Regions from separate parts of the Zea mays genome. Here all the other regions are linked to region 1. The links are chromatin contacts, called in public Hi-C maps. All regions are on one chromosome and are shown on one strand. The core of a region is the stretch at or near the end of the contact, and the rest is flanking DNA. Distances in the headings are between cores, read along the strand shown.

Region 1 (3,074 bases), core at 247-2,746:
AGAACTCCTCCACCATGAGGCTGCCGAACGGCGACCGGTGCGGCACGCCCTTGCGCCGCTTCCCGGTTCGGAAGCTGTTGGCCGTCGCCGGCGGGGTCGACGGGGTGAAGCTCTGCACCACGCTGCTCCTGTCGCTGCCGCGGCTGGTGCTGGTGGACGAAGAGTCGTCCTCCGAGTCCAACGCGGCGCCCCTGTGCTGCTGCGCCTGCTGCTTCTTCTTCTTCTGATGCTTCTTGACAACGGCCTGCTTCTTCCGGATGCGCAAGTCACCGGAGGTCCCCACGATCTGCGCGGCGCCGGCGCGGCGCATCCAGGGATAGGGGGTCATTATTATGTTGCTGTTATTTCGAACCACACGTGCGAACCGGGAATGTGGACTGGGTTAGCGGCGGCGGCGTGGGCGTACCTTGCACCCGAGGGAGCAGAAGCGGAAGGTGTCGAGGAGGCTGCGCTGGCAGACCTCGCAGGTGTTGGTGACGCCCTTGCCTGGCCTCTGCTGCGGGCGCTCGTTCAGGAACACCACGCGCGCGCTGTTGATGATGTACGTCTGCACGCCGGAGATGTCCAGCACCTTCTGGATCTCCGACACCCGGATCACGTCGTGGTAGGACGACCTCCGTATCTGGCACCAGACCACGCATCGCCGTCAGAGAGAAGACGCATGCAGATGGAACAGGGCACATTTGCTGCCAGTCCAAGAAAGTCAGCTATCCTGATCTTTGGACTCTTTTTTTCTCTCCCTCCAATACTATCGCGTGTAGAGAGACACTACTGTCCGTTGCAGCTTCGGATGCAACTAAACAGGAAGTCTCCGCGGCGGAGCAGAGGCCGGTAACAAGAAGAGTCTTTGGATGGACGCAGGGGGCGCCAGAGCTGCTGCCGTTTCATTCAAAGAAAGGGCCCGCGGCGCCGCCCGCTCCGTTCCGACGCCAATGAATGGCACCTATTCCCCCCCGGCCGGGGTGTGCAGCGTAGTGAGCTCACCTGGATGGCGTGGTGGTCGCGGTGGTAGGCGAGGCACTGGGAGCAGAGCGCGCCGTTCATGCAGGCGAGGCAGTACATGTTGCACTCGCTCTTGTGCGCGTCCGCGTGCAGCTTGCATTGGCCGAAGAAGCTCGTCCCCAGCAGCGGCTTGAGCCACGGCGGCCACCGCTGGTTCTCCGCCCCGTCGCACTCCCCTCCTCCCTGCCGCATTCGATCCGGCGCCGCGCCGCCATGTTAGCGCCAGCCCAACAGAGAGCAAAGAAACAGGGCACCGAAGGGGGGAAAAAACAAGGCAAGAAGAGAGTACAAAAGAGGGCGTGCTATCCAGGTTAGTTAGGTTACTTACCATGGCGCCGCCGCCTCTGCTGTTGACTCTGATCGGCGATTCGTCGTCGATTGCCATTTCCCCGATACACAACCAAAAACTGCAAGGCCCAGCGCAGGGAGGGAGAGTGTGGACAGGATATGTAGATAGCAGGGGGTAATTTGGAGTAAGGGGAAGGGGAAGACGAGAGGAAAATGCGAAGGCTTTGGAAGGAAGAAGAGCATGTAGGAAAGGAAAGCCGAGGTCTTTGTAGACCGGGGGAGGGGAAAGCAGACAGCAACAGCAGCTGCGAGCCTGCGACAACGTTTTAAATTAACAAATAGAATAATTTAAACTAATACTGCAACCTTCAGCTTTTATGGCATATTATAAAGTTTATAATTCTACGATCCAATGCAAAAAAAAACAAAAACAAAAAACATACCAGTGGTAGGCTAGCGCTAGTGGTGGTAAATTACCAACAGGAAACGATGCTTTGTGTTTGTGTCATGCGCCACAGCGACAGTTGAGGGCCGAGCTCGTCCTTATCCGCTCGGGTCCGCCGCCCGCTTGGCCTCGAGCCACCCCGTTCTGCGTCGTGTCCCCTATGCCTAAACTAATTTTGTTTTCACTCTCACCCATGTCAGCTGTCACGTTTCAGGCTTAGGAGATGTTTAACCTAGTCCATGTCCATCAGATTGCTGTGGCTTCACGGTGAGTCCGAGACCCAGTGGCCGTGGAAGTGAGTGCGCGCCCCAGTAGTCTTGCTGTCGACTGGAGTTTCCTCCGTCCGAGCTCCTGCAGCAAGCAGTCAATCCAGGGCGCGCGGCCATCAGCAGTGACGTCGTCGAGTCTGGTTCCATGTGGTTCCTGAAACCCGGCTGCGAGGACCCGGCCCGGCCCGGCCCGGCAGGCCGGCACACACGTTCTCCTTCTCTGACTTTGTTGGTGCCGGTGGTGTTTGTTAATTGGTCTGAATACCTGGTGCTTTGTGCGGTTTCTTCGTCACTTGCTCCACCAATCCTGCTCTGGGAGGCGCCCCCCGTTCATCAGGGCCGGCTAGTGCAGATGTGCCGCCGAAGCACCCAGCCACGATTTTCCCCCGCTGGGAAAAAAAGTTACCACTAGCCACGGCATTTCCAGTCACGCCACCAACAAAGCAGATCACCACGGCCCCACCAGGGAGACTCGCCTGGCCAGGAGACCAGACATGACTTATTTGATTAGGGACGGATAGATGTAAATTGGAGGAGATTAAATTTTCTGCTATACAAATTTGAATATGAAGAATTTAATCCCTTTCAATTCACCTAAACCGAACAACCCCGCGAGGGGAGAGGGCATCACAACCGATGGATGGGGCGCGAGGGGATCAGATGCTCGCTTTTACATTCTTTATCACAGATGTGTGCGTGTTGTCTCGGATGGAATGGAGCTCACTGTTTGGGGAACTTGTTCGGTTGGTGTGGAGATGCTTTTTTTTTTGTGTGTGTGTGTGCAAGGTCAGAAAAAAAGATCGGATCCTTGTTTTTTTAAAAAGAAACACAAAGTAGGTTACCTCCTCTCTTTTTTTTTCCCGATCCAACGTACGGGTTCCGGTAGTGTTTGGTCAACCACCCTTTGCAACGCCCTTGGACTTGGACGAGTTTGGCCGCTGGCAAGCAAACGCTATGCCCCGCCTCATCTCACGGTCACGGGTTGCTTTGCTTCCTCAGTTATTTATTTTTAGCAGTTGGCTGTCACATTGCTCGTCGTCAGGTTTCCTGGCCGGACGGACATCGTCATT
Region 2 (2,980 bases), core at 115-2,614, 280 kb after region 1:
TCAATAGTTTGTCTCTTACCATTCTTTGAAAGAAAGCATAAGAGAGAGAAAGTTGAAGACACATGCACGCGCGTACGCATGCACATTTCACGTTCTTTTTACATGATTATTCATGTGACTTGTGATTTGCGATGTGGGAATCTACCAGATCCTAGAGATTGTGACCAAGTCAGTTTCCTACATCTTGGCATCTGGTTATCATGAGCCTAATTCTCTAATATAATAGAGATGTCATTCTCCCTAAACGTACAAGAAAAAACAATCTACTATGATTTAGGGTTTTAGACGAGAGAGTTCTCGGTGTTGTCCAACCTCAGTCTCCTCCATCTCTGACGGCAACATGATGACGACGACGAGAAGAGCAGTGTCTCTAAAACTTTGATTTGTTGAACAACTTATACTGGTTGGGACGAATGAGGTTTTTGTGCAGCGATTATGTGAATGCTAGTCGAGCTGATCTGCACTACGATATCTACAAACTTCAATGACACTGTGAACTCATCTTTAAGTAGGTTGGAGTGATCCTCGCTGTGAGCAATGATGAGTTCCTCGCTCGTGTTTTTGTTAGATGCGTTCAAGATATATTTAATCGGCTATGTGGACACATTTTTATTCGCTACTAGCATATAGCTCATGCTAACGCTAAGATCTGAGGGAGGGGAGGGAAGAGAAATGGTCGACGATGGCGGCGGCGTGAGTGAGGGGAGGGGTGGGGAGGTCGGGGACGGTGGGATCGCGGGGGAAGGGGAGGGATGATCCAAATAATATTGTCTATTAGATTTGAGTGAGTAATGGAGAGGCGGGTTATCCAGCGATCTGAATCGTTGGTTTTAATGACGTGTTTAGTCTGAGTGTAATTTATTTGGTGGATTTAGTGAAGGTTATGGGTGTGTGGGTGATTTGGTTGAGTGGGTTTTGCAAAATTTAAACAGGTGAATTATATAGGGTGAATTATATAATGGTATAGATATATGGTTTATCCATTGCCCATGTAGTGATTGATTTGAGAATTAATTTAGGTTTAAAAGTATGCAATTATTTAAATGAGTTAAAATGGATCTTCTATTCTAATTTTTTTCTATGATTTACTATGTTTTTTTGAAAGATTCAAACAAAATAAACATAAAAGAAAAAAAAGAGAGAGAGATCACTTAGTGAAACAACTAGAGGAGTCATGTCCGATGTCCGATTTTAAAAGACGAAGTAACTATATCAGGTTTTATAGTTGAGGAAGAAAAATAAGATTTTGATAATACTTGAGGAAGGTAAAATATGGTTTTATAAGACATGGTATTATGGTCCACATAGGAATCGTTTGGCCCAAAACGACCTTTAGTGGGCTGCTTTTAGACACCGAAGGCCCAATCAGGCATGGAATACAGAAGTCCAAGTCTCTGAACAAACTTCTGCTTAAAGATTTTATGAAGGGTGTCCTATGCATGCATGGTGCATCCCCTGTACACCGGCAGGCATGTGAAAGTGAAACGTTGCCACGTCGGAAAGCCATGGAACCAGAACCTTCTTCTCTTCATCTTTATCACCAGCTATGTGGAGTTAACCAAAATGCACAGCTGTGACGAGCGGAGAAGTGCGGCGCGCCATGCCAGCTCCACATGCATTGTATCGTGTGTGTATTACTCGTAAACAACTTGCAAACTCGTTGTCCGCACGGCAACCCCACTGTTGATGTTCGGCAGGCACGCTGATGGCCCATGGCTCATTGGCTAGCTAGCGTGTCTCGGCAGAGTTCGCGCCAATCCCAGAACCGCCAGCTCTCTCGTGACGAGGATGCATTCATATCCATGCATCGTAATTTATTTACGAACTAGTAATAGCAAGCAAGTACCAGCCGTAAAAACTGTCTCAACATGTGCGGGGAGTAACCGGAGTTTTCCGGACTGAACGAGAGGAAGGTTCCGCGCCGCACACATGACACACTCGCACCCACACATGCATGGCTACGTTCACAAATATATCAAATACTCTCTCCATTCTAAGGGGGTGTTTGGTTCTGTGGACTAAAGTTTAGCCCGGGTCACATCAAGCGTTTGACTTTCAAATAGGAGTATGAAATATAGACCCAACCAACTGTACTAGATTCGTCTCACTTTTTAATCTTCGGCTGAGAAATTAGTTTTATAATCCGACTACATTTAATACCCCGAAAGGAGGTTCAAACATTCGATGTGATAGAGACTAAATTTTAGCAGGAGCAAACCAAACACCCCCTAAAATATAGTTTTATTTTACCTACTTTTTCTATTCATATTCAAATAAATAATAATAAATGTAGCCATATATATAACTAGATTCATATATTAATTAATTAATTAATTAATTAATGTAGATTTATTCTAAAACGAATTATATTCTGGATGGAGGGACCATTGACTTTTTTTTTCAAAAACTTTAGCCATTAGTCATACTTAAAATATTAATTCGAAAGTGTAAAAATTTAAGTCACTCTCAAACGATCTTAACAACAAAAAAAATGATAACTCATGATTTTTTTTAATAAGGTGAGTGGTCAATTTTTTTTAAAAAAAAACATATATCTGTGGACAGCAGAATAGCATTAATTAGGCGAGACATGGGCAAAGAAAATATAAATTTAGCAGGTATCCCGCCTTTTGTGAGCAAATTAGGGTCTATTATCATTAAAAACTAGCTATGGATGTACTACTATATGTCAACAGTACCCGCTAATAAATCTATTCATTGTTAGGTGAAGGACTAGTACAATTAGTTTTCTTAGCAGACATAAAAGTTGTTAATAGGGTATTAACAATTCATATAGGACACCTTTTAACTCACTATATTTTTTTTTGAAAGGGAAAGGCAAAAGAATTGCCTACCAATATATTAGATAAAAGGAGAAAACACTGTACAAAAACTAGCACCAAAAATGGCGCCAACACCAAAACCACTAGACAAGCAAAACCTAGCTAGCACCACTGAAAAAAAATGGCCAGGCCCGCAT
Region 3 (2,957 bases), core at 322-2,821, 320 kb after region 1:
CAGAATTTAGATTGTTTCTCATAACTGGTGGTAGTGGTGGATAAATAACTCCAAACTCTAACTAGGTTGTTTTTTTGTAGTTTTCGGAGCAGCAAAAGAGGTACTCCAAAAAATATACTGTAACTCCAAAAACTCTATAGAGTTTACAACTCTAAAGTTACGATGTTTGACATGCTTTAACCAGCTCCTCATTAAAGTTTTACTCTGGAGTCATATCAAACACGCCCTAGGTTGAGTTCGACATAAATAAATGATTTAAAAGAAATTCATGTACGGACGTCAGACTTTACCTTGTCTGTATGTACTTAGTAAGGTTAGGCTTTCTTCGGCAAGTCCCGTGTACCATCACCCGGACGCGTGGTTGAGCTGCTAATGTAGCAGCGCCCAGCAGACCCCGAACGCGGACGTGTAAATTGCGAATATTTGTAGTCCTCCGTTTGTGGCCTTTTATTTGTAACGTGGTAAGCATAGTATCACGTACCTGTTTTTGTACGAGAACGTTCCTAGGCCCCCTGCTGAGCTCTCCACCGTTCACGGAGGTCGGAGGAGGCCAAAATTGCGAGTATTTGTAGCTCCACGCAAATGGGCATGGCGTCGCTAAGAAGTCTTGACCCCTTCCGGCTGCTCTAGCAGTAATGAACTGTTAGAGCTTGTTCGGTTAGGTCTCAATTTATTTGGATTGAGTATGATTGGATGAGTTTAATTTTAAGCAAGTTAAAGTTTTTTAAATTTTTTCCAATCTATTCAATCTACGTATAATAGGAATAACCGAACAAGCGAACAAGGGCTTAGTCAGTTACTGCTCGCGTATTTCTCGTGAACATATATATACATTCGTCTGCCTCTAGCGAACCATGCATTGCACCGACACGGAGCGGCAGGGCAGTAGTGTGTGGGTACGGCGGAAGCGAGCGGACCACCCCAACGCGAGGAGGGAGCGATCGAATCCGGGATGGGTGGGTCTGTCGCCACGCGGGCTGGGGCGCTGGGCTCACACGAAGGGCACGGGGCATAACGCGCGCGTAGGGGTGGGCACTTTTTTACCATAAACCGAAAACCGAACCGAACCGTCCCGAACCGAACCGAAATTTCGGTTTTTTCGGTAGTTCGGTTCGGTTTCGGTTTTTACATCTCAGAAGTTCGGTTTTCGGTATCGTAATCGGTTTCCACCGTATACCGAACCGAAATACCAAAAAAACCGAATACCAAACTTTATCAATTCTAAAATTTGACTTTTCGTTTATGTGAACTAAATGTGTGAAGTAATTAAATTGTTATGCACTTATTTATATGTGATGTATGATATATCTCTAAATATTTGTACCTATATAATTTTTACTTTTTAAAATTATGTGTAATCTATCATATAAATTTGTTGTATGTGTTGTCTTGAGTATAAGTTTGGTATTCGGTTTTTACCGAAAAACCGAAGTAAAAAACCGAAACCGAAGTTTTTGGTTTTTATTTTCTAGAAAACCGATTGGTTTCTAATGTCTAGAAAACCGAAGTTTTTTAAAACCGAAAAACCGAACCGAAATTTCAAAAAAAAAACCGAATGCCCAGCCCTACGCGCGCGCGGTGAGAGCAGAGCATGCCCACCAGGCCACCACCTCCACCAGAGAGAGAGAGCAGAGTACAACACGCGATCGACCCCACGGCGCTAGGCCGCTAGCGCTATAGGCTATACTATTGCTATTCGCCGCGGGTTCCCCAACCTTTCCGCGTCACCCCTCTCCCTCCGTCTCGCGCTTTATATAGCCACGGCGCGGCGCCCGCTTCGGCTCTCCCCGTCTGCCGTCCACCACGCATCGCCAAGCGCCATATCTGCAGGAAGCACCGGGCCAGGCACGTCGCTTCACCACCCCACCCCACCCCACCTTCCCCTTACACCACACCACCACCGCAAGCCAAGAGGCACGGCCACGCATGGGTTTCCCGGCGGGCTACTCGGAGCTGGTGCTCCCGAAGCAGCTGCTCCACCTGCTGCTGCTGCTGGGGTACGTCCGCCGCTTCCTCCTCTGGGCGTTCGACGCCGTGGGCCTCGGCGACCTGCTGGATCTCGGGGACGACCACCAAGCGCCGCAGCCGCAGCCGCAGCACCGGCGGGCGGAGTTCCGGGCGGCCATGCCGGCGATGGTCATCGAGGAGGCCCTCCCCGTGGCGCGGTTCGACGAGCTGGAGGCGCGCGTCGTCGTTGGCGGGGACTGCGCGGTGTGCCTCGGCGGCATCGGCGGCGGCGACGAGGTGCGGCGGCTCGGCAACTGCCGCCACGCCTTCCACCGCGCCTGCCTCGACCGCTGGATGGAGCACGACCAGCGCACCTGCCCGCTCTGCCGCGCGCCGCTCATCCCCGGCGCGGCGCTCTGGCCCGCCGACGCCTCCGACCTGGACTTCTCCTACCCCGGCGCGCCGCTGACGCCCGTCGTGCCCTCCCCGACGCTGCTGCGGCCGCACGAGCTGCTGCTGCTCGCGGGCCTGGGCGGATACTGAGCTCACCGCCCCGACTGCCGGAAATCCACCTCCCCCGTGCGCAATGCGCTGCCGGGAACGCCTGAATCCGTCGGCCATCGACGCTCGGCTCGCTTCCGTTCCGTCCGTGGGAGGGGAGCAGAAAGACAGCAGCCGATGCAGAGGAACCGGACCGGAGGCTCCTCGAATTGCATATACATAGGCAAAATGAGTAAAGCGACCGACCACCCCCCACAAAGAAAGGGCTAGGAGATTAGATTCCTCCTGTGCGTAGGAAGATTCCGTCGTCCGAGTGTGTGGAGTCGTGAATCTTTCCGTGGATTAAAATTTTGTTGACGAGCTAGGCGTGTCCATTGTCCAAGCAAGATTTGGGCCCGCTTTTTGTCCTGCCATGCTTTCTGGTTCTGGCTGCCCAGGTCAGGTCACCCAGCTGCCAGCTCTGGTTCGGCGGATCCGGATATAGATGTCCAAACGGGCCACCCGGCCTG

Evidence for each region. A called contact is a pair of places that touch in the nucleus more often than the background predicts.
Region 2: a Hi-C map of leaf shows a contact between it and region 1, with 5 times the contacts expected there. The contact joins the enhancer-like site here to the promoter of LOC100277728 in region 1. A contact is called at or near these places in 2 of 25 Hi-C or Micro-C datasets (ear and leaf).
Region 3: a contact with region 1 is called in a Hi-C map of leaf, with 4 times the contacts expected there. The contact joins the promoter of LOC103641943 here to the promoter of LOC100277728 in region 1. A contact is called at or near these places in 9 of 25 Hi-C or Micro-C datasets (bundle sheath, ear, endosperm and 5 more) and 1 of 3 datasets of contacts at active chromatin or transcription factors (leaf).

Annotation. Positions count from the first base shown.
Region 1 is chr10:138,321,833-138,324,906 of Zm-B73-REFERENCE-NAM-5.0, forward strand. It overlaps LOC100277728 (PLATZ transcription factor), which reads right to left and starts at 1,497. Exons shown (of 4, transcript NM_001151221.2): 1 at 1,331-1,497; 2 at 985-1,185; 3 at 407-622; 4 at 1-286. The coding sequence starts at 1,387.
Region 2 is chr10:138,598,162-138,601,141 of Zm-B73-REFERENCE-NAM-5.0, forward strand. No RefSeq gene overlaps it. Among protein-coding and RNA genes, the nearest start is that of LOC103641942, 34 kb to the right of the region's middle. Within about 2 kb of position 1,365, at least 16 of the 20 cell types and tissues checked have an H3K27ac peak or open chromatin away from gene starts, as enhancers often do. A contact at or near this core is called in ear and leaf, where this site is marked.
Region 3 is chr10:138,640,981-138,643,937 of Zm-B73-REFERENCE-NAM-5.0, forward strand. LOC103641943 (E3 ubiquitin-protein ligase RHA1B) reads left to right here and starts at 1,572. Exons shown (of 1, transcript XM_008665242.4): 1 at 1,572-2,856. The coding sequence starts at 1,927. The coding sequence ends at 2,490.